2 separate regions of the Gasterosteus aculeatus genome follow, and region 2 is linked to region 1. The links are chromatin contacts, called in public Hi-C maps. All regions are on one chromosome and are shown on one strand. The core of a region is the stretch at or near the end of the contact, and the rest is flanking DNA. Distances in the headings are between cores, read along the strand shown. Region 1 overlaps igsf3 (immunoglobulin superfamily, member 3). Region 2 holds the start of LOC120834441 (immunoglobulin superfamily member 3).

What was found. Hi-C and Micro-C count contacts between places; a contact is called where the count stands out from the background.
Region 2: a Hi-C map of skeletal muscle shows a contact between it and region 1, with 2.6 times the contacts expected there. The contact joins the promoter of LOC120834441 here to the enhancer-like site in region 1. A contact is called at or near these places in 5 of 6 Hi-C or Micro-C datasets (blood and trunk muscle, skeletal muscle, tail fin and 1 more).

The regions. Positions count from the first base shown.
Region 1 is chr16:9,159,799-9,167,507 of fGasAcu3.hap1.1, forward strand. igsf3 (immunoglobulin superfamily, member 3) reads right to left here. Exons shown (of 9, transcript XM_040202437.2): 7 at 7,407-7,709; 8 at 5,216-5,671; 9 at 2,121-4,671. The coding sequence ends at 4,421. Among protein-coding and RNA genes, the nearest start is that of rpe, 9.9 kb to the left of the region's middle. Within about 2 kb of position 4,508, at least 6 of the 9 cell types and tissues checked have open chromatin away from gene starts, as enhancers often do.
Region 2 is chr16:9,236,991-9,244,699 of fGasAcu3.hap1.1, forward strand. LOC120834441 (immunoglobulin superfamily member 3) reads right to left here and starts at 4,681. Exons shown (of 9, transcript XM_040202429.2): 1 at 4,487-4,681; 2 at 3,411-3,782; 3 at 2,861-3,277; 4 at 2,289-2,693; 5 at 1,810-2,175; 6 at 497-865; 7 at 1-384. The coding sequence starts at 4,553. klhl6 (kelch-like family member 6) reads left to right here and starts at 5,755. Exons shown (of 7, transcript XM_040202438.2): 1 at 5,755-6,199; 2 at 6,277-6,442; 3 at 7,335-7,709. The coding sequence starts at 5,943.

The DNA.
Region 1 (7,709 bases), core at 3,258-5,757:
CGTCACACCCCAGAAAACTCCTCAAGCACACTTTTCTTCCAGTGGAGTCCGTTCTCCCTCCGTGGCACCCTGATTAATTGAATGCTAGGGCGCATTTGTTCTTGGCTTCATTGGGCATGCGTGCATCAATATGAGTTAACAGCAGTTCACGGGAGAAGGAGTCAGAAAGCAGTTCATGAATGCCTCGGACTGCTGCTTAATGCTGCAGAATTATGTCGGTATGTGTGTGTGTGTGTGTCGTAGAGAAAAAGCAGAGTGAGCAAAGTCCATCGGCATCGGGTGAGTTATGAGTGGCGAGATGTGATTTGCTGAGGCTGTCAAAAAAGTGCCAGGTTAACTTGCAGGAGGCCTTCTAAGCATTATTTATCGCTTGACATGCTGACCCGATCCTTTTCTCTCCCACACAATCACACGCGCCACGCAGACCAAACCGAACATGGGGAATAAATAAACCCTTGAGTTGAGGCGCTCAGAAGTCCAAATACACTGTAGATTCAATAAGCCTGCTGCCTGCTGGGAATTAACCTCCAGTTTATGGTTAAAGCAGAACTAGATGATTGGGGAGAGTGCTGAAAGTGATTTAAGGTTATTTTGAGAAAACCCGATCGATCTGTTGTTTTTAATCACGAATTTCAAAGTTGGTTTTCCAATTGATCCTTAAATACAAATGCAAAATGCATAAAGTTGGAAGGAAAAAATAAGATGCACTGAATGCGTTTTATTGAAATAGACTGAAATTAGCAAAGTGCCTTTTTAATGGCCACGATGGCAAATATTTGATAGAATAACAAATGAAAAAATGAACAAACCATGATCATATATAAAAATACATCACTGAAAATAAAGCACCGCTGGCTGAACTGAAAACACCACCACAAACTACGTTACACCGACGCCTAGTTCCCGCACACAGCCGATACATGCAGCCCTCTAAACGCAGCTTCCACACGGTCACTTTCGGAGGAATGTTGGGAGGCAGCTGTGGATATTTATACATCGTCACAACCCAACAAAAAACACCATTCAGAGTTCAACTTCACAGCCCCAATGACGGCGGCAGCGCTGTGCGCTTTTCATTATTTAGGTGTACAAGATTATGTAATTTCAAACACTGAGGCCTAAGCAGCTGTTCAGTGGCACCATTTCCCAACCTGCTTCTCTGGGAATGTTCAAGATTTATGTAAATGCAAACCATTCAGCCAATAAACACGCTCCTGATTTAGCTTTTATTATAAATAACTGAAATGATGTTCTTGTTAGCATTCACTGCCAACGCAAATGATAAGATATGCAACCGTTACCGTCGAATGACAGAAGAGCTTTCTATCGGCTCCATTAATTATTCCTTCTGATACTCGGGACAGAAAAATGCACAGAACGACTTCCCTGCAGTTTGGATAATACACATTTTCACTTGCGGTTGCATCACGTAAAATAGCAGGAGGCTGCACGCTGTGCAGCCTCCTGTTGCACAGCGTGCAAGTGTGTGGACTTTCTACAATAGAAAGTCCACACACTGAGCATTGTCACCTAATGAGGCAACATTTTGACCAAAGAAGACGCAAAGGACGACTCCACCTCTAATGACGACTTCACGACATACGATCAAACCTTTTTTTATCTCACACACTAACAATTTAATTGTCAAAAATGTGTATTTTACAGAATATAATAACGGTCTTTAGCATAGTTGCTGGGTTACGCACAGTGGATCACTTCTTGCCAAATTATTTTAAGCATCATGCGTAAGTGTAGCTGGAGTTGTCATTTTACATTTTTTTTATCCTCTGGATGCTCGACAAAGAAAGACAGATTGTGGAGACTTTGCCTCATTAGGAGCGGACGATACGAAGCGTGTGCCGCACTCGTCTTCGGTCTCCCCTTGAAGACACGTGTAAAACACACAGCTGATAATGAGTTTGACCAACAGCTAATTCACGGCCATTTGCTTTGAAGACCGAAATTTGCTGCACGTGCGCACCATTTCAAACTCCCCGTGGCTAAACGGCACCAGCCTTACTCAGCGGAGAAGTGGGAGGTCCACTCGAAATTGACAGGTTATCTTGAAAAACAGTGAAAGAAAGTCTCGGAAATTGGTGGTTTGTGTCATGATGTGGACATTTTTTTGTTGACATAAATCTGTTTAATGAAGTGCCGCATAAAAGCAAACATTAAAAAGACAAATATGAGCTATAATATTAAACACAATCTCCACAACAGCCATTCTTGAAACGGGTTACTTCACAGGTTTCAAAGGGCATCTGGAATCGGCAGTTAAATGTCGTAGATGACAGGGACCGGGCTTTTGTGTTGACTCTTGGCTCAGGAAGTCGGTGTGGAGGAGGGAGGGGGGGGGGGGGGGAGGGGGGGCACGGCTTTGTCACACATACACATTGCTGAAAGAGCTCAAAGTTTACAAAACATCAAAATTCCTCCTGCAGTATTGTCATGCAATATACATGTCGACACGATCATTGAGAGCTTTTATGTCCAGTCTGGCAGTGAACGGGTTAGGCCCGGGTTGGGTAGAGGACTTCACGCCTCTCCTGGCTCATATATTCCAGGAAAGGTGGCACAGATTTTCAAAACCGTCTGCCTCGCATCGGGGGAGCCGACGCCGTCAGCGACAATCCGTGATTAGAAAACGTAACAGTTCGCCTTCATCAAACGTCCCACCTCGGTCTTACATCACATTTCACTAAATAAACGTGACTCAAGCAAAAAGCATTAAGTGAATTAGTTTTTCGTGACTTGTCTGTTCAACTATTGTAACACATGTACAGCCACAGTAATTTGCATTATAGGTATAGATATACAGTGTTTTGACACTGACCAAACTTGACAATCTGGTATGAAATGCTACAGACTGCAATGCGCCGGACAAATCTAGCATTTCTACATCTATCACATCGCCAACACACAGGCTATTGACATAATCTGCTTGGTGCAGTTGCCTGGCAACACAAGCAGCAGAGTTCTTAGAGAATATCAAAGCATAAAGAATTGTTTTCAAAGCTAGGCAAAGTATTAAAAAAACAACAAAAAAACAATAAATAGAAAAGTCTTTAAAATAAACACAAGTCAAGTCAAATCTTTGCCCCCAGTCGTCATTTTGTCTTATGTGCAAGTTACATTTTTAAGTGTTTCACTACACATTAACTTACACATATACCTATCCAGTGTGGCTCTAAACAAATCAAAGTCCTTTTAAAATACAACTAGCATCTTCTGATGTCTTTAAGGACCAGACGTATGGGTCATACTGGGAGACCTAAAGAGATGTGCAGTAACTTTAATTCTAGTCAACAACCCCCTCGTGTAACACAAGCAGGACAATTCAATTGATTCAACATGGGGCCTTTTGGCCTTCAAGGTCCATAAACCCACAGCGGGAGATGCGCACACATATTTACAAACTCCTTCCAAACCAAAATCAGCTTTCCGACTCGCTTCAAAACTTCACACATCAGCTGCAGAAAGCGCATTGGAAATAAGGAGGTCCTGGCACTGAAAAAACCCAACATAAAATAAAAAGCACATATTTCCCCAGCAGGCTGTTCATTTACACCCCACCTTCAGAGACGTCCCTCCCTCTCTTTCTATCGCCGTCTCCTGTGGGAGGGGGAGGAGGGTAGAGAGGAAGAGTCTCTCACTAAGGCCGGAGTGCCTGGCAGTGTTTAAGTGGCGCAGGAGGACCGGTTCCTGTCTGCCAAGGCAAATTCATTGTGGAGGCAGGTGGGCCGACGCACACCCTCACTTAGGACACAGACTTGTGTGTGTCCTTGCTTTTGTCTCTATGCAGGCTGGCAACCAAGTCGTCGGCCACGGACGGAGTCAGTGGGCGCAGGGAATCACCATGGCAACCAACGAGGTGGGCCAGGCTGCGGCTGCTCCCGGATCAGTGCAGAGACTTTTCTCTCAGTGCCAGAGTCGATTATAGAGTTCCTTCTCTTATATGTTCTTCCCGGATCGGACAACGACCTCCGGTGCACCGTTTTCTTTCTCGCTTGAAAAATAGACACTTATTCAGAGTAATAAAAACAAAACGCAGCTATGAGTTTCACAGAAAACTAAAACGAGAGAGGCTGCTGATACTTGCTTGTCCTTCAATTTGCACCTGCAGAGTTAATCGTGCTAACATGGCACACCCATTCTAGTACACGCACATGCACGCACACACGCGCACACATACAAACACGCACGCACGCACACGCACGCACGCACAGACAACGTAAGACAGACAGCCACCTGGGTAGGGATTTTTAAACAGACTAATTCAACACATCAGTGAACGACAGTACGGTCTGAAGGTGGAGTCCAGATACGCTTCCTCACGTTGTGTTGGTTGGATCCTCGATGTGCGAGAGGCGCGGGGGGGTGAGGGTGGTGGAGGGAGGGGTGGGGGGGTGGGGGGGCTCCCTTAGTCGACCGAGCCGGGGTGCAGGCTGAGTGCGGGTGGGTCCAGACAAGTGGGGGAGTAACTGAGGTGAGGTTCTTTAATCCACAGGAGGGGGGCGCCGTTCTTGCCTTCTTGGCTCTTGCTGTTGTTGCGGCCCTTGTAGCGCACAAGCAGCACGGCGATGAGGAGGATGGCGAAGATGGGGAAGGGGTAGAAGAAGACAAAGTAGAAGAGGGAGTCGTTGGAGCACACCACTGACTGCAGGGTGGACACTGTCGGCAGAGCAAAGACCAGGGTTAGGGTTTCCACGGATGCAAAAGAGGTACTTGGCAAACTAAAGAATTTGTGTATTCATTTTTTCCCGACTCATTGAACACGCGGAACGCACGTCTTTCACATCCTACGGACACCGGTGAAGGAATCTGTTGGGCATCTTTGGATCAGAGCGCTACTTCTGACGCCATTATTCACTCGGCTTCAATGCTTAACAGTACCTAGTCATCTCTGGCTCGGCTTTTAAAACACATGCTGCAAGTGGGGAAGTCATATCATCTGAAGATGACTCAGAGTACCTGAGAGCTCCCTAATTAGCCCATAATATTCTCTAGTTATGTACACCGCAACGCAGAGGACCCATTAGGATTGAGCAGTATGACAATAACAGACAAAACATCCAAAGACGCAGCAGTTAATTACATCTCGTGCTGTCTTTGAAGCTCCCCGCTCTTAAATGGCCTGTTCAATATTAGAAAGACACTGTTCATTTCTCTCCTGCACTCAGACGAGCTTTAAGGATTTGGCCAGTCAAGGACTTACCTTGTTGAATTACATTGACGATGGTGAAGCCGGAGTTGTTGGTGGCAAGGCGGTACCATGCCTTGCGGGGGTTGAGTAGCCACTCCTCTACATGGCAGTAGTATCGGCCCGCGTCCGTCGGCCGGGCCCCTTGGATGGTCAGGCTGTACTGGTCGGAGGTCATCCTTTCGAACTGCAGGCGGGAGTTTGGCCCCGGCTCCTCCCTGGGGCTGCAGTTTCCGTTTCCGAACACGGCATCGTGGCCGATGGAGAACACGCACTCCCTCTCTTCGTCGCCGGGCCGTTCCCCATCCTCCTCCTCCTCCTCCTCCTCCTCGTCGGAGCGCTCCACGTACCAGGACACGGAGAAGCGGGAGTCTCGGGACGACTGGGAGGGAATGCTGCAGCCCAGCCGGATGGAGGAAGACTCTTCCACGGTCATGTTTGACTCCGATTCCTGCACCTGTAGTCGAATCTCTGCAAGACGGAGAAACAAAAGGGGAGGGGGATGTGAGGGAGGGGGGGGTTGTGTTTAGTATTTGTAGGTGGTCCAGCAGTATCGCACCAAATCCCAACGTCCAGTCTAATTTACATTAATTGAGACCTTTTGTGAGCTAAGACGGGTGGTTGATTAACGGATTAGGGAGACAATTAAAAATTCCGCGGCATCTATTTTGATGAGCAATTAATTTAATACTAATTATGGCAAATGCCAAACATTTAACAGGTCGAACTTCTCCAGTTGGAAGTTTTCCTGTTTGTAATGAACCGCTCGTGAACGTCTCTGTGTTTTGGACCGTTGATCAGACAGAACAAGTGGTTTAAAGGGGTCATCTCGGGCTCTGGGGAATTGCAGCAGGCACTTTCACTTTAAACTTCACCAACACAAACAAGCGGAAAGCGCTTCAGCAAACAGAGACACCAAACCGCCAAAACATGTAAACAGGGGACACAAATAAATAAATCACACACTGATTCCCACAGATATCGACAGTTTTTCAGCTTCCAAGGTTAGACCCTACCCTGAGGCCAGTCTGTCTGTCTGCCTGCCTGTCCGTCTGCACGGGCATGCTACAACCCTTTAGGGCACAATGCCCCAGTTCTAATGCGGTAAAAAAGAAAATGAAAAAAAATGGCAGTGAAGACCTGGCTTTGCCTGGAATGCTGACAAGCACACAGTTTGGAATGATCCTCCTCAGAAAGGACAGCAGGAGGGCTGGCAGAGATCTCTGCCCATCACTCCTCCCAACAGGCAGATTTCTGGACAGCTTCCAGGCTGAATGCATTTTTTTGCACCTTTATAAATAGCTGTGATATTTATGCATCATTAAAAGTGGAAACCTGCATGTATACTGTACAAGTGATAAATATTAACCCAGACCCCTGGTGAGCTTCCACAAAAAAACAAAAAAAAGCACATGTTAACTTTTGATGTGAAATTAAACAAGCAGAGTCTCACAGAGAAATGTCTAATATACGGTGCACATATTTCCAAATCTATGCATTCGTATTGGTGCTGTAGCTCCGTTCATTGTTCAAGCAGTGACAGCTTCATCGTCTGCGCAAAACGCTGGCCTTTTCCTCGCCCTGCTGGCTTGTGAGCAGATGTTTTGCTCCTCACACTAGTTGGACAGATGCCCGAACAGAGATTTCACTCTGCATCGGAAACACGACACCTGAAACGGATGATCGATGCTCTCACAGCCGATGTGATAACGCAGCCGTAGCTGTGGAATAGACGTATATCTACCTACATTTGGGCTTGTTGGGTCGTAGTTTTTTAAATTATTAATATCAGATAATATGTGCTGTGGGGAAACTCAGCAGGCGTGTGCTTAAGACCATTGTCATGAGGTCAGACATCAGGGTTTGTGTGGCAGTAAGTAGATCATGCCTTTGAGCGCTCTGAACCTTTTTTGAGTACACAAGAGGATTAGGTTCTCCGCCCGAGTCAGCCTCCGTTCTTTGACGAGGCATATGAACTGGCGTGACTTTTTGCCACCCGAGTTCTGCCCAGGACAAAGCGAGTCGGCCTTGAGGAGCACATCTGGGGACTGTGAGAGCTAAGCAATTTGGAGGGGGGCGGGATTAGTTGACAACGTCTCGCTGATCTAAAGCAAGACTTTAGAATGTGGGGCTCAGGGGGAAGCTGCTGCTGCTGCTTCCCCGAAGACGGAACGAATAAACATTCAGAGTTGTGAAGCTTGCTCACCGGGCTGCGTGACCGTAACCTGCGTGTACCCGGAGGACTCCCGGGAGAGTCGATACCAGGCCCCGTCCGGGTCGCTCAGCCACTCCTCCACCAGGCAGTAGTACGTCCCGGAATCGCTGCTCTCCGCCCTGTTTAACGTCAGCACGTAGAGGCGGGCGGACGTCCTCTCGGCCTGGACTCGCCGCCGCAGTCGCTCCTCCTCCGCGTAAGCGCCGTACTCAAAGGCCCCCGAGCGCTCAATCCTCAGCAGGAGCTCGTCCGCCTCCGACCCGGCCGCGCGCCTCACGTACCACATCACGGCGT
Region 2 (7,709 bases), core at 3,431-5,930, 77 kb after region 1:
TGACGGTTAGCTCTGTCGTTTTGGACACCGGTGAGAGCTGATACCAGCCGCCATGAGGATCTTGCAGCCACTCCACCACCTCACACGTGTATGAGCCCTTGTCTGAGATCCCAACCTGCTGAATACTCAACTCAAAACTAGGGCCCTTGGTGCGCCTCATGCCGATTCGCTCCCTGTGGCTCTGCACTATCTTCGGATCGAACGTCACTAGGGCATCCTGGTCTGAGCTCACAATGGTCTTCTTTTCTCCCTGCTGCTGCAGCAGCCAGGTGACAGAGTAGCATGAGGAAGCGGAGGTTTTGGAAACAACCGAGCATTTCATTTCTATGCCGGTGTTGACATTTACAGACATGGCAGCGGTGTTGGTCAGCACAAGTTTGCTCTCTATGAAAGGGCAAAAAATATGAGAAATAGAAGAGAAATAGAATGAACAATGCAGCTTTCATCCCAAATTGCTCCAAAAGGTGACATGCAGCTTCACAAATCTCGTCGGTACCTGGGTTCTGCACCTCAACGCCCAGATGGTTGGATGCAGGCAGCTTCCTGTGAATCTCCTCCAAGAAGACAGACACCAAACACGTGTAGTTTCCCGCCTCCTCGTGGCTTGCACCATTGATGAGCAGATAGTAAATGACTTCAGTCACTTTGTTCTCCACTTTCAGCTGGTAGCGTTGCTGGTTTACAGACCAGCTGATGGAACCATTGGCGTACAGCGTCAGGATGTCTATGGTTGAGGCGCCCTGCTGCCGGCTCCAGGTCAGTGTCATTGGTAGGCGCGACCCTCTGACCCGGCACATCAACTCCGGAGTTTGTCCTACAGTCACCGCGTTGTTGCGACTCATGAGATTCAGTTTAACAAAAGAATCTGTGTGAAAAAAAAAAGTAAATCAGTCAGTGGTGGCGATTGAGAATGCAGAAGTTCATGATCATACAATTCACACGTGAGTGTGCAGTTGAAAAAGAGGTTGTGGGTAAGCTACATTTTAAAACCATGGTAACACTTTTTTACGCTGAGACAATTTTATGCCCACAAAATAGGCCTATACCTTAAATAATTTGTTCGCCAATATATCTATGTTAGCAACATAAAACATAGAACTTAAAACGGTCTTAAGACAAGAAATTGCATTTGTCATTATTTTATGCAAATACTGCATATGCATTGAGGCTAGAGTCAATGATTTAGTACCATTACAACAAATGTCTAAAAAGGTCTGAACAGTTTCTATTTAAAGTTGTGAAATTTAACCGTGTAATATCTATTACACACGACGCAACAAACGTTTCATTTTCTCTTCAACTATACTGAAAGCTAAAAGTTTGCTTTTTACATCCATCCATCCATCCATCGTCAAACCGCTTATCCTGCACACAGGGTCGCAGGGGGGCTGGAGTCCATCCCAGCCAACTTCGGGCGATAGACAGGGTACATCCTGGATTGGTCGCCAGCCAATCGCAGGGCTACACAGAGACACACAACCATTCACACATCTACGGGCAATTTAAAGTCCCCAATTAACCTGATCCCCAGAGCATGTCTTTGGACTGTGGGAGGAAGCCGGAGAACCTGGAGAGAACCCACTCAGACACGGGGAGAACATGCAGACTCCACACAGAAAGGCCACTGGGTGGAATCGAACCCAGGACCTTCTTGCTGTGAGGCAACAGTGCTAACCACCACGCCACCGTGCCGCCCTTTGCTTTTTACAATCCAGAAATAATTTCCACATGATTGCACACGTGTCTTGAGTTCCTCATTAATTTGGTGTGAATCATTGGTCATCACAGACAGAAGGAGATATTTCTCACCTGCAGGAGTCACAGTCACAGTGGCACTCTGAGACTGGCTCTGGGTCTTGGTATTGATGTTCCATTCAGTCACAGCACACTGGTAGACCCCTGAATCTGAAGGCCTGACTTCATCAAGCTCCAAGGTGAAGGTGTTGGTGGCAGGACGCGTCGCGCTGACTTTGCGGCTCTTGAACTCCTCCGCCTTCTCCGCAACACCCGCCTGACTTAGACTGATGACACTGGCAAAGACGGCCGTGGTTGTTGATCTGCGTTGCCAGGTGACAGACAGCTGACCTTTGACCCCGAGCACTTCACAGCTGAGCTCCAGCCGGTAGCCTTCGTTAACACTCCCAGGGTTTCGCATTTTAACTGACAGCGCACTTTCTGCGATGAGACATGGCATGACAGATTAATGATAAGATAAAAAACTAAACTGATTCCTAAAGGTAAGAAGAGTTTGTGTGTGTGTGTGTGTGTGGACACATTTGCTGACTCACCTGGGGCTGAGATGCTGACCAGCTGGGAGTCGGAGTGCTGGACTGCTCGCTCAGTGAAGCCCCCATCCGGGCCTCGGTCCAGAAGCCTCGCTCTACACACATACTCCCCCCGGTCCTCGGTTCTGACAGACTGCAAGGTGAGGCAGTACTCTCCCTCCCCCTTCCGGGCTGCCCTCAGCTCTCCATCTCCCTCTCTCCTGCTGTACTCGGGCCCGACGGACAGAATGCCTGTCGGGCCAACGCGGGCCAACTCAATATTTCCCCTGAGCCAGGCTACAGAGAAGAACCTTTTCTGCAGGTTGTGGAAGTTTACGTGGCAGAACAGCGACAGCTCCTGCCCCTCCTGCAGAGTATCCGCCGGTGCCGAGATACGCACCGTCAGGGACGACATGTCTGGCAACACGTCTACTCACAGCGAGGGAAGAAAAAAAAAGAAAAGAAGCAAGACAGTGAGACACGGAGACATATGAATCCTGTCAGAGAAGCTTTGAAGAACAAAGCAGAACGCTTTGACTCATATCAATACGTGCTGTTTGATGGATCAAATCAGTTATATGAAAGATGTTTCCAACCTCTGGCTTTAACATTCAGGGTAGTTTCCTTCCCATCGCTTTGAGCGATAATGTACCAAGAGCGGTCGGGATCTTGGATCCACTGCTGAGCCTGGCAGTAGATCCGGCCTTGGTCGGAAGGCTCCAGGTGAGCTATGTTCAGCTTGTACGTGGCCTCTCCCAATTTATCTAACTTTATGACTCCAGCCTGGTGCCGGTCTTTAAACCTCGGGCCCGGGTTTAGTGTGAAATCTCTGTCCAGAGAGATGATGGGGTGAGCGCTGTCCTCGTCGTCTTTACGCAGGTACCAGGCAAGAGACAGGTGGGTGTGCTGGACGGTGTTGGTGGAGGCATGGCATGTCAAAGTGAAAGCGTCCCCCTCGTTATAGCTCAGTGGGGTGGAGGCAGGTGATGAAACACTGAGGGAGTTGTCAATCACTGTGGAACCACAACCAAAACAGAGACAGAGACATTCGATGTCATACATTTTTGTCGTCTTAAGATACAGCGATGCAATTGCATTGAAAAGTATGTCTTGAAGCTCAAAAACTCAAAAACGGTGACTTCTTACCTTTTAATGCTGTCTCGGCGCTGTAGGTTCCATCATAAACAACTTCTGAGTTGACTACAGTACAGTGGTATTCACCCTCATCACCTTTCCCGAGGCTTTGTATCTTAAACAAGACTGAGTTTGGAGTGACATGTGTCAGGGTGATCTCCTTGCTCCCCACACGCCTTGCGTACACGGTGTAGCTGAAGTTCGGGTCCCCCGTGCTGATGATGTTGATCTCATTTGGATTTGGCGGATTCACAAAACGGAATTGAAAGTTTTTTTTAGCGGTGTCACTGAAAAAACCACTCACATTGCAGGAGATGGAGAGCGGAGAGCCCACCACGCGATACAGAGGGCCAGCCTGAACTTGGGTGTTCACTCTGGCGTCTCCTGTGTGAAGCACAGACAAAAAAAAGAATGCTGAAGTCAGTTGAACATTGAACCTTGATGATTGAGACCTTTATCATATGGGTGCTGCAATCTGCTGTTTGTAGACATGGGAAGCTAAGAGAAAAACTCCTGCGCACTGTTGCGCATGAAAATATTTATTTGATCACGTCAGACTGACCGTTATTTTCAAGACTTCCTACTAGCACCTTTTACACAACAAGGTGTGCCCAGTCTTTAATGTTATGTAAATGCGAAGTATAAAAGCTTCACAGTCTTCAATAAGCTCTGCAAATTGTATGAAATGTGAACTTTTTACATTTGCATTTATTTGTCAAAAGCATCTATTTTTTAGTAATTTGTTTGCAGTTAAATTGTTTTTTCTGAAATGAAAATAACAACATAAGTGAATCATCAATTAGGAATAAATTAGTTAATTCACAGAAATTCCTAACATCATTACCAAAAACAAACAAATAGATACATGTTGCTTAAAATGTACATGGAAAAGTGGCTATGCTTATTTGTAAATAATTGTTGTTATTAAAAAATAGCAAGTTGAAGTTGGACATTACGCCCGGCGCACTACTAACCAGCTTGTCTCCACTAAATCTCCTTTTCAAAAATCCTTTCTTTTATATTTTTTTACTTAGGTTTTAACAAAATGAGTCCCACAATCCAATTGCAGCCATTCAGTTACTACTTACCGCAGCGCAGTAGTCCCAGACAGAGGAGTAAATGGGTCCTCACCCAGGATGGCAGGAAACGCTTCATCCTGAACCTGCCTCAGAACTAACAGTGTTCACACCATTGGACCCGAGAGCGGCCCTCAGCATATGCCCCTGTGTGCGAGAACCAGCCTCTGTCCCTGCAACGATATGTCGGTGGTTGAGGCTTCCTGTACACTAAGAGGAAGTCTGAAATGTTTCCTGCAGGCCTCACACGTTATTGCGTTATTGTATTTGTAGATTTATTGTCGCTTTGCCGCTTAAATGCATTGAAATGCAAATGTTCAAGAAAAAGCGTCAGGTCTTAGATCTATCTTAGATCAATCTTAGATTGATTGATTTACGTCAGGTTTAGGGTTTACAGTTATAGATGAGTTGATTGGAAAATCCACATTATTATGTGGATCATTATGGGTTCATGTAGGTCCGTGTGGTTAGACGGAAACGTAAAAATGCCGCCTTCTGTATGACAATTACATCTCTGACAAATAAAGAAAAGGAGGATTATGGCTTTCAGCCCAACGTTTAAAGAGCAAATAAGGTTGGACTCATCTCAATTACGCTTGTATGTTCCCAGTGGGGCTGTAGTGCCGCTTAGTGGAGAAGATGAAAGCATGCATGTCAGCTGTGTAGTTTCACATTTTAGCATCCATCCTGAGTCCATGAGTCACTGCTCTGCTTTGCGTGTCTGTTCATTGAGTTAATATTAAATACGGTGTTGATAACGGAGGAGTCCGCAGCACGAGAGACGTCAAGGAAAATACAGGTAGAGAACTAGTTCAATGAGGACAGAATGATTTATCAATTTGTTCTGCATACTCTTTTCGGCCTAAACAAAAGATGCATTATGTACTGACCAATAAGACCTTCCGATTTGTAAGAAAACCGTGCAAATATTTGTGCAGCAGGAATCTACAATACAATACATACATGTGATGGAACTGGCCTTTGTGTAACATAATCTAGGCCTTACAAAGCTATATGACTGTGCAAGTGGGTCACAAGTAGAAACCCCTCTGAAGGGTCAAAATCCCAAAAGATTGTAACCGATGAGACGAAGGGCTTTGCTCACGAGCACTTCAGCCACCAAGACAATCAAACAGAAAGGAGGTTGAAAGAAAATGTACAGACACAAAACAAAAGGTTCAAGGCTTTATGCCTATTTATTTACAGAATGATCTACCTGGTGTCTGTGTTCCAGAGAAAGGAGGGAAGTCTGGTTATTTAGGGGAAATTAACTCAGCACCAGAACAGGAACTGTCTAGAAACAAGCGTTGCTAAATATGTTTGCTCCTTGCAGAACAGGAACAGGAAGTATGTGTCGGCGAAAACCCGACCCACATCTCAAAGTGACACAACGGTTACGGGCTAAATCGCACAGGTCTTTTTAAGAGCCGTTAAAAGACCCGTTCTTGCCAATTTGCTGACGTAAAAAATGGGCGAATCCTTGGAGAGGACCACAGAGGGGCCCTTGATGCCTCTTGCAGAGGAACCCGGCCGAGACGAGGAGGGAAACAGCCCGACGCGCTCCAGCGAGTTACGCTGGGAAGATGAAGGTCTACCCATGGAGCTGCAGAGAGGGATGGAAACCCTACGAGTGAACAGGGAACTGACCGATGTGGTCCTGTGTGTTCAGGGACATGAGTTCCCTTGTCATCGAGCCGTACTCGCCGCCGCCAGTCAGTACTTCAGGTGAGATGGAGCCACAGTTGTCTCAAAACACTGTACTGGCAGTGCTGGTTTTTGACCCCCTTTTTCTCCTCCGGCAGGGCCATGTTTTGCAGCGGCCTGAGGGAGAGTCGTGAGAAGCATGTGGAAATAAAGGGCTTGGACAGTGGCACGATGAGCTTTCTCCTGGAGTACACCTACACCAGTCGAGCCCTCCTTACAAACTCAAATGTCCAGAGAATACTGGAGGCTGCCAGTCAGTTTCAGGTAAAACAACATCTACTATCAATAAAAGTTAAAGAAGATTAAGATTAATGTTCAGCATTGGAAAGTGAATGCCAGTAAAAGAAAAATATTGCCTCAAAAAGTGGATTGTTATTGCTTGATAGCAGCATTAACATCAAGTACACTTTAGATTCAAAATCTTTGTCGAAAGTAAAGCATTTGATGAGATTGTCAACATACCCTCGAGAGAAAGAAAAAACACTTTCCCTTTTAGCGTTTGACACATCCAACCCAATTTGTTGTCAAAGAGTTTTATCAGATGAGGAAGTCCGTCCAATTCTATGCAAGTGTGAACTCATACACGATCATGTGGTTCTCCGATGTCAGTGAAAACACAAGGAAGTGTTTATCTCACATAACATCAATAGAATACATCTAATATCTTCTTACTACGTGTCATTGATTCCCTTAGAAGGGGCACGCGGTTTAACACAAAGAGACGGTATCAGCAGTACAAAGAGTCTGCATGCAGACAGACAGGGTCTATTACAGTGATATCAGCTCGGCGACCCTGCGGGCAGTTTAGAACTACATTTCATATCTTACAATTGTTCCCCTCAGTGGAACAAACATCAAACTGAGCCAGACACGAGTGAAAGAGGGAAGCGAAAGTTGCCTTGTTGTTTACGCTTGGGATCTGTTCTCCACATAGTCCTAAATTAAATACACAGCTGTACCACACCGGGGAGGGGGGGGGCAAGTTTCTTGTTTTGTTATTAAAAAGAGGTTTAAGGACTCTTACTTTTTGGGGGTTAGGACAGAGGTTAGAATAATAACAACTTTTTATACAGCCCCTTTTCTAATCCGAGTTAGAAAAGGGGCTGTCATCCGAGGGCCTCCTCACTTTTCATCTTGCTGGCCTCGTCTCTTGTAGTTCCTGCGCGTGGTGGATGCATGTGCCGGCTTCCTGACCAAGTCTCTGAACCTGGACAGTTGCATCGGCATCCTGAATCTGGCCGAAAGCCATGCCCTGCCGGCGTTGACCAGCGGCGTTCGAGACTACATCACCGCCCAGTTCTCCCAGGTGGTCCAGCAGCAGGACTTCCTGGAGGTGCCGGGGGAGTCGCTGGAGGCCGTCCTCCAGAGGGACGACCTCGATGTGAAGTGCGAGGAGCGCGTTTTCGAAGCCCTAATGCGCTGGGTCAGAGCCCGGCAGGAGGAGCGCTGTCCTTCGCTGGCCAGGTTACTTTCATTTGTGCGACTGCCACTGTTGGAGCCTGCTTACTTTGTGGAAAAGGTGGAGTCAGAC